Linked DNA regions of Mus musculus: region 1 is linked to region 2. A link is a contact called in public HiCAR-type data. All regions are on one chromosome and are shown on one strand. Each heading gives the region's core, a stretch centred on a gene start, on an enhancer-like site or on the middle of the called end of the contact. The rest is flanking DNA. Distances are from core to core; before and after follow the strand shown.

Evidence for each region. HiCAR-type assays count read pairs that join an accessible place to other places.
Region 1: a HiCAR-type map of astrocytes shows a contact between it and region 2, with 4 times the contacts expected there. The contact joins the promoter of Lrrc70 here to the promoter of Sgtb in region 2. A contact is called at or near these places in 4 of 39 promoter capture datasets (hippocampal neurons, liver, pre-B cells and 1 more) and 1 of 115 datasets of contacts at active chromatin or transcription factors (astrocytes).

Annotation. Positions count from the first base shown.
Region 1 is chr13:106,833,587-106,837,698 of GRCm38.p6, forward strand. It overlaps Lrrc70 (leucine rich repeat containing 70), which reads right to left and starts at 2,716. Exons shown (of 2, transcript NM_001378597.1): 1 at 2,626-2,716; 2 at 133-1,250. The coding sequence starts at 978. The coding sequence ends at 403. The region is part of intron 27 of Ipo11 (importin 11); the gene reads right to left. Ipo11-lrrc70 (Ipo11-lrrc70 readthrough) reads right to left here and starts at 2,716. Exons shown (of 4, transcript NR_165805.1): 1 at 2,626-2,716.
Region 2 is chr13:104,107,358-104,111,038 of GRCm38.p6, forward strand. It overlaps Sgtb (small glutamine-rich tetratricopeptide repeat (TPR)-containing, beta), which reads left to right and starts at 2,384. Exons shown (of 11, transcript NM_144838.2): 1 at 2,384-2,612. Nln (neurolysin (metallopeptidase M3 family)) reads right to left here and starts at 2,257. Exons shown (of 13, transcript NM_029447.2): 1 at 2,059-2,257. The coding sequence starts at 2,099.

The sequences.
Region 1 (4,112 bases), core at 1,466-3,965, 2.7 Mb after region 2:
TCTAGTTTTTCAATACTGTAATCTTAGTGCCTAGGCAGCACCAAAGCATAAAATTAAAGCTTCGGCTCAAGTCAGAGCTAAAACACACCGTAAGTCATGAGGATTCTGAAAAATTAGTTAAACTCTCTCCCATTTTTCCTTATGTGTAATTTAATATAGATATTACAACCTTACAAGACTTTAGAGATAAACATGATTTGTGGCATATTTAACATGATGTTAGTACCCAGAAAGTTGGCTACTTATCTTGGTACAGTATCAAAGAAAATATATGCAGAACGAATACACTTTATTCAAATTATTTATAAACACTTGAACAATCCTAACATAATTCTATGAGAAGGATTAAATTTTATGGCCACATGGCACTACGGAGTTTTTTATAGTCAATATTTAGTTGAGTCATAAAGCAGAATGTTCAAAGAGAATGACTTGTGCCCCATTTTCAGGAACAATTTGTTTATCAAGTCCAATCTGCTGCAAGCCAGAACTTTCCAGAGAATCCGGGGAGGTGTTACAAACCGAGGCAGTTACATTGTACCTTGCTGACTGATAAAAGCTGTAATACTCGAGTCTATTTTCCACTGAGTCTTCTAGAGCCTTTAGTTTTTGTTTAAACTGAATAACTTTGTAGATCAAAATAATGATTAAAACACAAGCTAAGATGAAAAAAGCTAGCAAAAAGTCAAAGGCCTCATTCAACTTCTCAACTTCTTGTGTACAAATGAGAGATGCTTTTCCTGACACAGAAGAGGCATCAATTGGTAGAGCAGTGTTTTTTTCCGAGGTCAAGGTAACAGAAGTGAGCTGTGTCTGCGCAGACACAACTGCGGTCGTCTCCAGTGCATTAGCAAGTGTACTCTCTTGAAAAGGTCTACTGGCCGGGGAAGCTCGGGCCGGTTCCCAGACGCGACTGCTCTCCGCCACAGGGCTTTCCAACGGGTTCCCACTTGTGCTTACTTTATGCCAGGCCATCATTAGTGCAGTGGTCGTGTGATGAATAGAAGAGATTTTACAGCCCAAGTTCTGGATATATTGGTCCAAGGTAAAGGCAATTTGTAATGTTAGTCCATTTAATATAACATAATGTTCTGCCACACATAGATATGGGATTCTGATAACAGATGTTTACAGCAAGGGCTGACGAGGCTAGCCACTCTTGAAGACCCAAAAGTTTGTATTCTCAAAATTGGAATTTGCCTGAAGAGGAGTCAATGAAGACAATGGCTTAGGGACCCTTGGATGTAATTCTGTAAGATTATTAAATGACAGATTAAGGATCTTCAAGATGCTCCCAGAGGTTCAAATGTATTATTATCTATGTTAAGATGCTTGTTTCTAATTTACAATAAATTGCTTAACAAGCTAAATGTATCAGGTTTACAATTTCTAAAATAACTCTCAGTTAAAGTCAAATGTTTAAGGTTGTTAATTTTACTAAACCCAATCCTAGTGACATTTATGATCTTTACACGCTTCAGGAGGGAATAATTTACATTAATAGCTCACTGATAAATGCAAAAGGCTGTCATGATTCAAAAAGGTAACTTAAAGACAGTCTCAAGATTTGTAACAACATTTAATGTTACTTTTGTTAAGATATTACTTTCTAGATACAAAAAATGAAGAGAGATAAGACATTGAAAGTCTGAGATCTATGTCCTTAAATTTTTATTGTTCAATAAAAAGAATCTGGGAACAGAACAAGTATACCAACTATGTCTAGGACAGTGGTGAGTTCTCGGTAAGTGTAGACTTTTACACACCACCAATCAATGTCCTTAGAACAAAAGACACCCAGTTAGACCACAAATATAAACTATGAACATCTCATCACCCCTTAGGCGCTAAGCAATTTATACAACTGTTTAAAGATAGAAAATACAAATGGCTTAACTGAACAAAGCCTTTAAGATATTCATACGTGATAGTTACCCAAATAGAATTCTGGAAAAGAATTAAATAATCCAATTTCACTAACATGAAACATTATTCCCAAATCCAGAAAAACTGGACCTTTAGGAAAATTCTAAGGAATGTGAAAGGACTGGGGTAGTCTGTCTTCCATTTAGAGTTGGTAAGAATACAAATAACAATAATGATATTAAAAACAAACAAACGAACAAAAAAAAGAGCAGGTAGCAACCAGAAATAAACACAGGCAAGGAAGAGAAAATAAAAATCCACATGTAACCCAACCTAACTTCTTTTTCCACATCAGAACTGACTCCAAAGACAAAATTTTAAATTGTCAGAAAGGTCTTAAAACAAAAGTATCAAAATACTGAAACTTCAATAGTCCATTTAAAGTAGGATAAGCCAAAACCGCGTGTTAACACATATTATGGGTGACAGTATGAACTGCTAACACAGCTATGAAATCAATTCTTTAGCAAAGATAATTCAAACTCAACAAACTAAAATATGTTTGCTAAGATAAACTTTTAGAACCGACTCTGACACACATAACAAATGACGTGAGGATAACGATTTTTGGATACATGCCCCATAACCTATATGAAGCCTAACATCAAATAATAACTTAGGAAAATACGAACAGAAAAAGCAGGCTGTACTTTTCCACCAGGTTCTTTCGGCTAAACAACTGTACTTAAATAATCTTACCAAGGATACGGGACTCGTATCATCACGTGGCTTTAAGGCTTTGTTTTAACTCTGCAGAGCTCCGTTCTTTAACTCAGTTCCTCTGGGCACTGCTGACCGCCAGCACTCCACCGTTTTTTGAATTTTAAAGCCATGGCTATGCAGGAAACGCCACTCTTCACACTGGTTCCTCTACAGCCAATGTGTAAAACAGGGGTTGCCATGGATACAGGAAACTGAGAGACAGGAAGCAAGTTTATCTGTGCTTCAAAAGTATTGTTGAAAGGAAGTCTCAGGAAAGTATTTTTTTTTTCAGAACGCACTCAGTTTTCCTAATATATACACCTAAGTAATTCCTATAACTTGAAAGAGGATTTTAAAGCCAAATGTCTGAAAACTTGAGGTATTCAAAAATCTAAATAAGAAGTCTCTAGTTATCAACAACACATATTGTCTCTGTGTTTGTGTGTGCGTGCATGCCTGCACGCGTGCGTGAAGGTCAGAATTGACACCAGTGTCCCCCTCTGTTACCCTATAACTTGCTTGTTAAGCTAGGTTCTCACAATCTGAGCTCACAGACAGTTTCTCAGACAGTTGCTACTCCCCAGAGTTAGGACCACAGCTGGATTTTGAAGGTAGGTGTTGAGGATCGGAAGCCAAGTACATTACTGACAGACATTCCCCTGCTCAATATCACAGTCACTAAATCAAAAGCACACTGAAATAGGAGTATATAAAATAAAGTGATCTTTATAAAAACATTTGAGACAGAGTCTCATTATGTAATCATGGCCAGCCTGGAACCCTCTATACATAAAAGCCAGGTTTGCCTTGAACTCATAAGAGACCTGCCTGACTCTGCCTCCTGAGTCTGTAATTAAAGGCATGTACTACCACACCAAGAATTTTTAAGCGCATTGTCCTATTTATTTTCAAATACTTACTGAAGACTTATTGATTTTTAAAAGAACATAAAGTTAGTAAATAATTTAGGATGAACAAAATATTAACACAATATTCTAATATTTTGAATTTTTAAAAATATTTTTTGTTTAGAAAATACTGATTACTATCAATTAATTGAGGAAATTAAGGCCATGCCCTGGGTTGGAAAGTAACATAAACTCCCTTACCAAATTATTAACAGAGTTTATCCCTGGATAAAAAGTTAGGGAGAAGAGACTGGGGAGATGACTGGGTAGGTAAGATGCTTACTATGCAAGCATCAACACTTGAGCTCAGACCACCAGCACCCATGTCAAAAAAGCTGATGTGGTTCCATATACTCAGACCCCAGCATTGGGACGGCAGAGACAGGAGGGGATCCCGAGGTCTGCTGGACAGCATCCTACCTAAATCAGCAAGAGACTCTATCTTGAAAAAAAAGATGAACTCTGGTTTTCAAACACATGTGCAAATGTACACCACACACACACACCAATGTGTTTACATATGACACATGAGGGGGGGGAGGGAGGGAGGGGGGAGGGAGGGAATGAGTTGCGGAA
Region 2 (3,681 bases), core at 1,134-3,633:
CTTGAAGACTTCTAATAAAAATGGATGGTAACCCTGAGGAATGTAACATTAGACAGTATGTAATAAAATAGGTCAACATCAGAAAAACTCCATAGCACAGCCACTTATTCCCAAATGAACTGTGACTGGAGTTTCAAAATTATGCAGAGTACCCTCCCAATTTAAAGATACACCAAGTGAACTTAGCATAGCAGCATAAGTAGAGTCAGTGGTACACGCCCCGAACTCTACTCTGCAGCTCACCCTTAAAAAACCAAGCACTGACCATGGTTACTTTAGAAAGCTATTAAAATATTCTTCTCTTGGGCTGGAGAGATGGCTCAGTGGTTAAGAGCACTCACTGCTCTTCCAGAGGTCCTGAGTTCAATTCCCAGCAACCACATGATGGTTCACAACCATCTGTAGCGGGATCTGATGCCCTCTTCTGGTGTGTCTGAAGACAGCTACAGTATACTCATATAAATAAAATAAATAAAGCTTAAAAAAATTCTTCTCTTTCTACCTATATATGAATGTGAAGTAAGGTTTTCCTTCTTAAATCAAAATAAAATGGAGAAACAGCTTAAATGTACAGGTATGTGTAGTAATCAAGCCATTTTGTATTAAGTCACTCCAGCATCCACTGACAAGATAAATGGAAAAATACGCATATATTTATTACTACTTGATAAACATTAATCTTTATGAATGTCCCAGTTTTTTTTTTAAAGATTTATTTATTTATTATTATATGTAAGTACACTGTAGCTGTCCTCAGACACTCCAGAAGAGGGAGTCAGATCTCGTTAAGGATGGTTGTGAGCCACCATGTGGTTGCTGGGATTTGAACTCTGGACCTTCGGAAGAGCAGTCGGGTGCTCTTACCCACTGAGCCATCTCTCCAGCCCGAATGTCCCAGTTTTAATTGTATATGGTTAACTATCGGTAGATATAATCGACAACAACAAAATTAATGTTCCTAGGTTTTCAGCAATTTTTAAAGGTAAAGGGGTCTTAATATTAAAAAGTTAGAAAAGAGAGCTAGCAGCGTTATAATGGAAATTTATTCTCTCTTCTTGCTTTCCATTAAATGGAAAAAAGAACTTCATTTGACAGCTTTACCACTTCCAGCCTGGAGACCAGAAAACAACAAACCTTGCTCAAATAATGGTCACAGTCATCAGGTGAACTCTGAAGAATCACTATTGTCCCCTGGGTGCACAAGGGCTAAGGAACACAGTGATCCACGCAGATGAGTGGCAAAGCACAATAGAAAATGACGAAAAGCAGAAATGCTGATGGTTGAAATAGTTGTGTGCACATCTACAAACCCCACAAAGTTCTTTTTTCCCCGTTGAACTTTCACATGAAATTTCAGTGTAAGGCAGATTTGGCAATGGGAGGTGGTGGCGGCTTTGTTCCCGAAAACCCGGCATATCCGTGCAAAGAATTTAATTCTCTCACCATTTTGCTACTGGTCTGTTGCAGAGGGGTGTGGTTAGAGCGCTAGGAAGCAATTCAAACCGTGTCCAAGCAACAATTCTGGACCAAGTCAATTTGCCAGGTTAAGAGATCGAATGTTTTAAGGAAGGAGGGATATAAAAATGAAGTTAGAAAGCAAGGACGGAAATAAGTATGAAAACCAAAGCGGTCTCGGGTGTATATTAAACGCCTGGACCGCTAACAAGTGCATGAGGTGCGTACGAAAATGCTTGCTTTCTGGAGTCCACAGCTGCGGCACTCTCTGTATCAGGTCCGCAGGTCTGAAGGGCGCGTCGGTCTATCCTTCCGTATTTATTTTGGGTTGGGTCTGTGAACCCAACAATTCTCACAGACTGCGGCTGAAGCAATCCCAAACAAAGGGGAAAGGACGGCCTCCTGGGGGAAGCGGCAAGGGAAAGGTGGCCCCAGGTTGCTGCACCAGGTGTCCCTACAGAGTCCATCAAGCAGGCAGAGGGAAAGAACAGTCCCAGAGGCATCCTGGGTGGGTGTAGTAGGGCTGCACCAGGCCCCACGGCTGTCGTCGACAGACGACCCCACCCTTGCCCACGGTCAAGGTTAACCCGCCCACTAGAGTACCTGTGGAGGCCTCGCAGAGCCGAAAGGCACAGGGTGATCATGGGCAGGCCGGGAGGCCGGCAGCAGCTGGCGCGTGGTCCTCCGGCTTGGTAGGTGCAGGAGGCGGGCGGTGGAGTCTGCGAGCCCGGAAGCCGAGAGCGGGCAGAGCGGAGCAGACCAGATCTCGAGACTGAGGCCGCTAGCCAGCGCCCTCCCACGTGCTGCAGGCCCACGCCTACGCCGTGGCCCCGCCCCTAGCCCCGCCCCGCATCCGGCTCCGTCCCCGCCCCGAGTCCATCGCCCCGCCCCTCTCTCTGCCCCGCCTCCACCCCACCCCTCCGTGCCCTGCTCCGCCCCTGGGGCGGATCCAGCAAGCACTGTCGTCCGAGAGCCTTGCGAGCAGCCGGGTGGGCTGAGGGGGCGGCGGCGGCGGCAGCATTGGAGCGGGGGAAGTTTGGGAGCCGTGGCCCCCTCTGCGATCCAGAACACCGCTCAAGCCCCGAGGACCGCGGGGACAGGCGGACCCGCTTCCCGACGCCCCCGGGCCCGCAGCCGTCATCTCGTGTCCTCTCGTGGTAAGGGGCTTCTCTCTGGAAAGGGTGCGTCTCCCGCAGCCCCAGATGGAGGCCTGCACCGCGCACCCCCTGCAAACACTGTCTGGGCTGAGGCAAAGCCGGGGTACAACGGGGAGGGAACCATGGGGGTGGGAGGTGGATGTGATTGGAGATGTAGGAGGGGAAGCTTGGAGGAGGTTGGACAGCTCTCCCCACCCCCATTCTGTTTCCCTCTTCTGCCCCGGGTCCTTAGTCAGAGAGTGAAATAACCTCTCTGGCCTAGGGAGTAGATTCGCCTTTAAAAGAAGTACAAAGCTAATAAACATCCTAGAAGCGGGTACCACACCCTGGCTGTGAATTAGGGATCCCGGGGAGCAGATTGCTGATACGATTTAGTGGAAATAAGCCATTAATGCCACCTGGCCCTGCGCCACTGTTTGGATGCATAGTATTCCATGTGAATGAACGCGGCCAGGAGCTTCCAGCTTGTCCACGAGAGCACAGCTACTGCAGGCAGGGGCAGATCGGTTTGTACTATCTATCGGGTTAGACGGTGATTTCTGACCAGTGTACTGATTAAATAGAAACGCCGGGTTTTAACAATAACACTCAATGGTTGAATAACCTTTCCACAGAGCCTTGTCGTCAGCAAGTGACTCTTAACCTACAAAAGTAGTAGAGTATAAATGATTAATACATTAAAAAAAATCTCTTGGAATAAAGGAAGATGCTCTCACTATGGCTCACATTCTGAGTCAGCAGTACGAGATCTCCCTCAACTTAGAAGCGAGGCCTTTCAAGGGTGATTCTCCATATGTCTGCACTCCTATACTTTCTTGTATCTGTATCATATATGCTGTTAAGACACGGTGAGCTCTAGGCGTTGCTACACATGTTTTGAAAATCTGTCTTTGTTATTTTTATTTTTTTACTGATGCAAGCTTTAACATAGTTGAATAGTGCTGGGTCTGAATGAGCATGTGGAATACATGACTATAACCACTTGTGCTTTCTGGACCCTTTAAAGAGAGAAAAGTAATCAAGGTAATGAATATTTTTGCTTTTATTGCTTTGAACTTGGTGGATGACC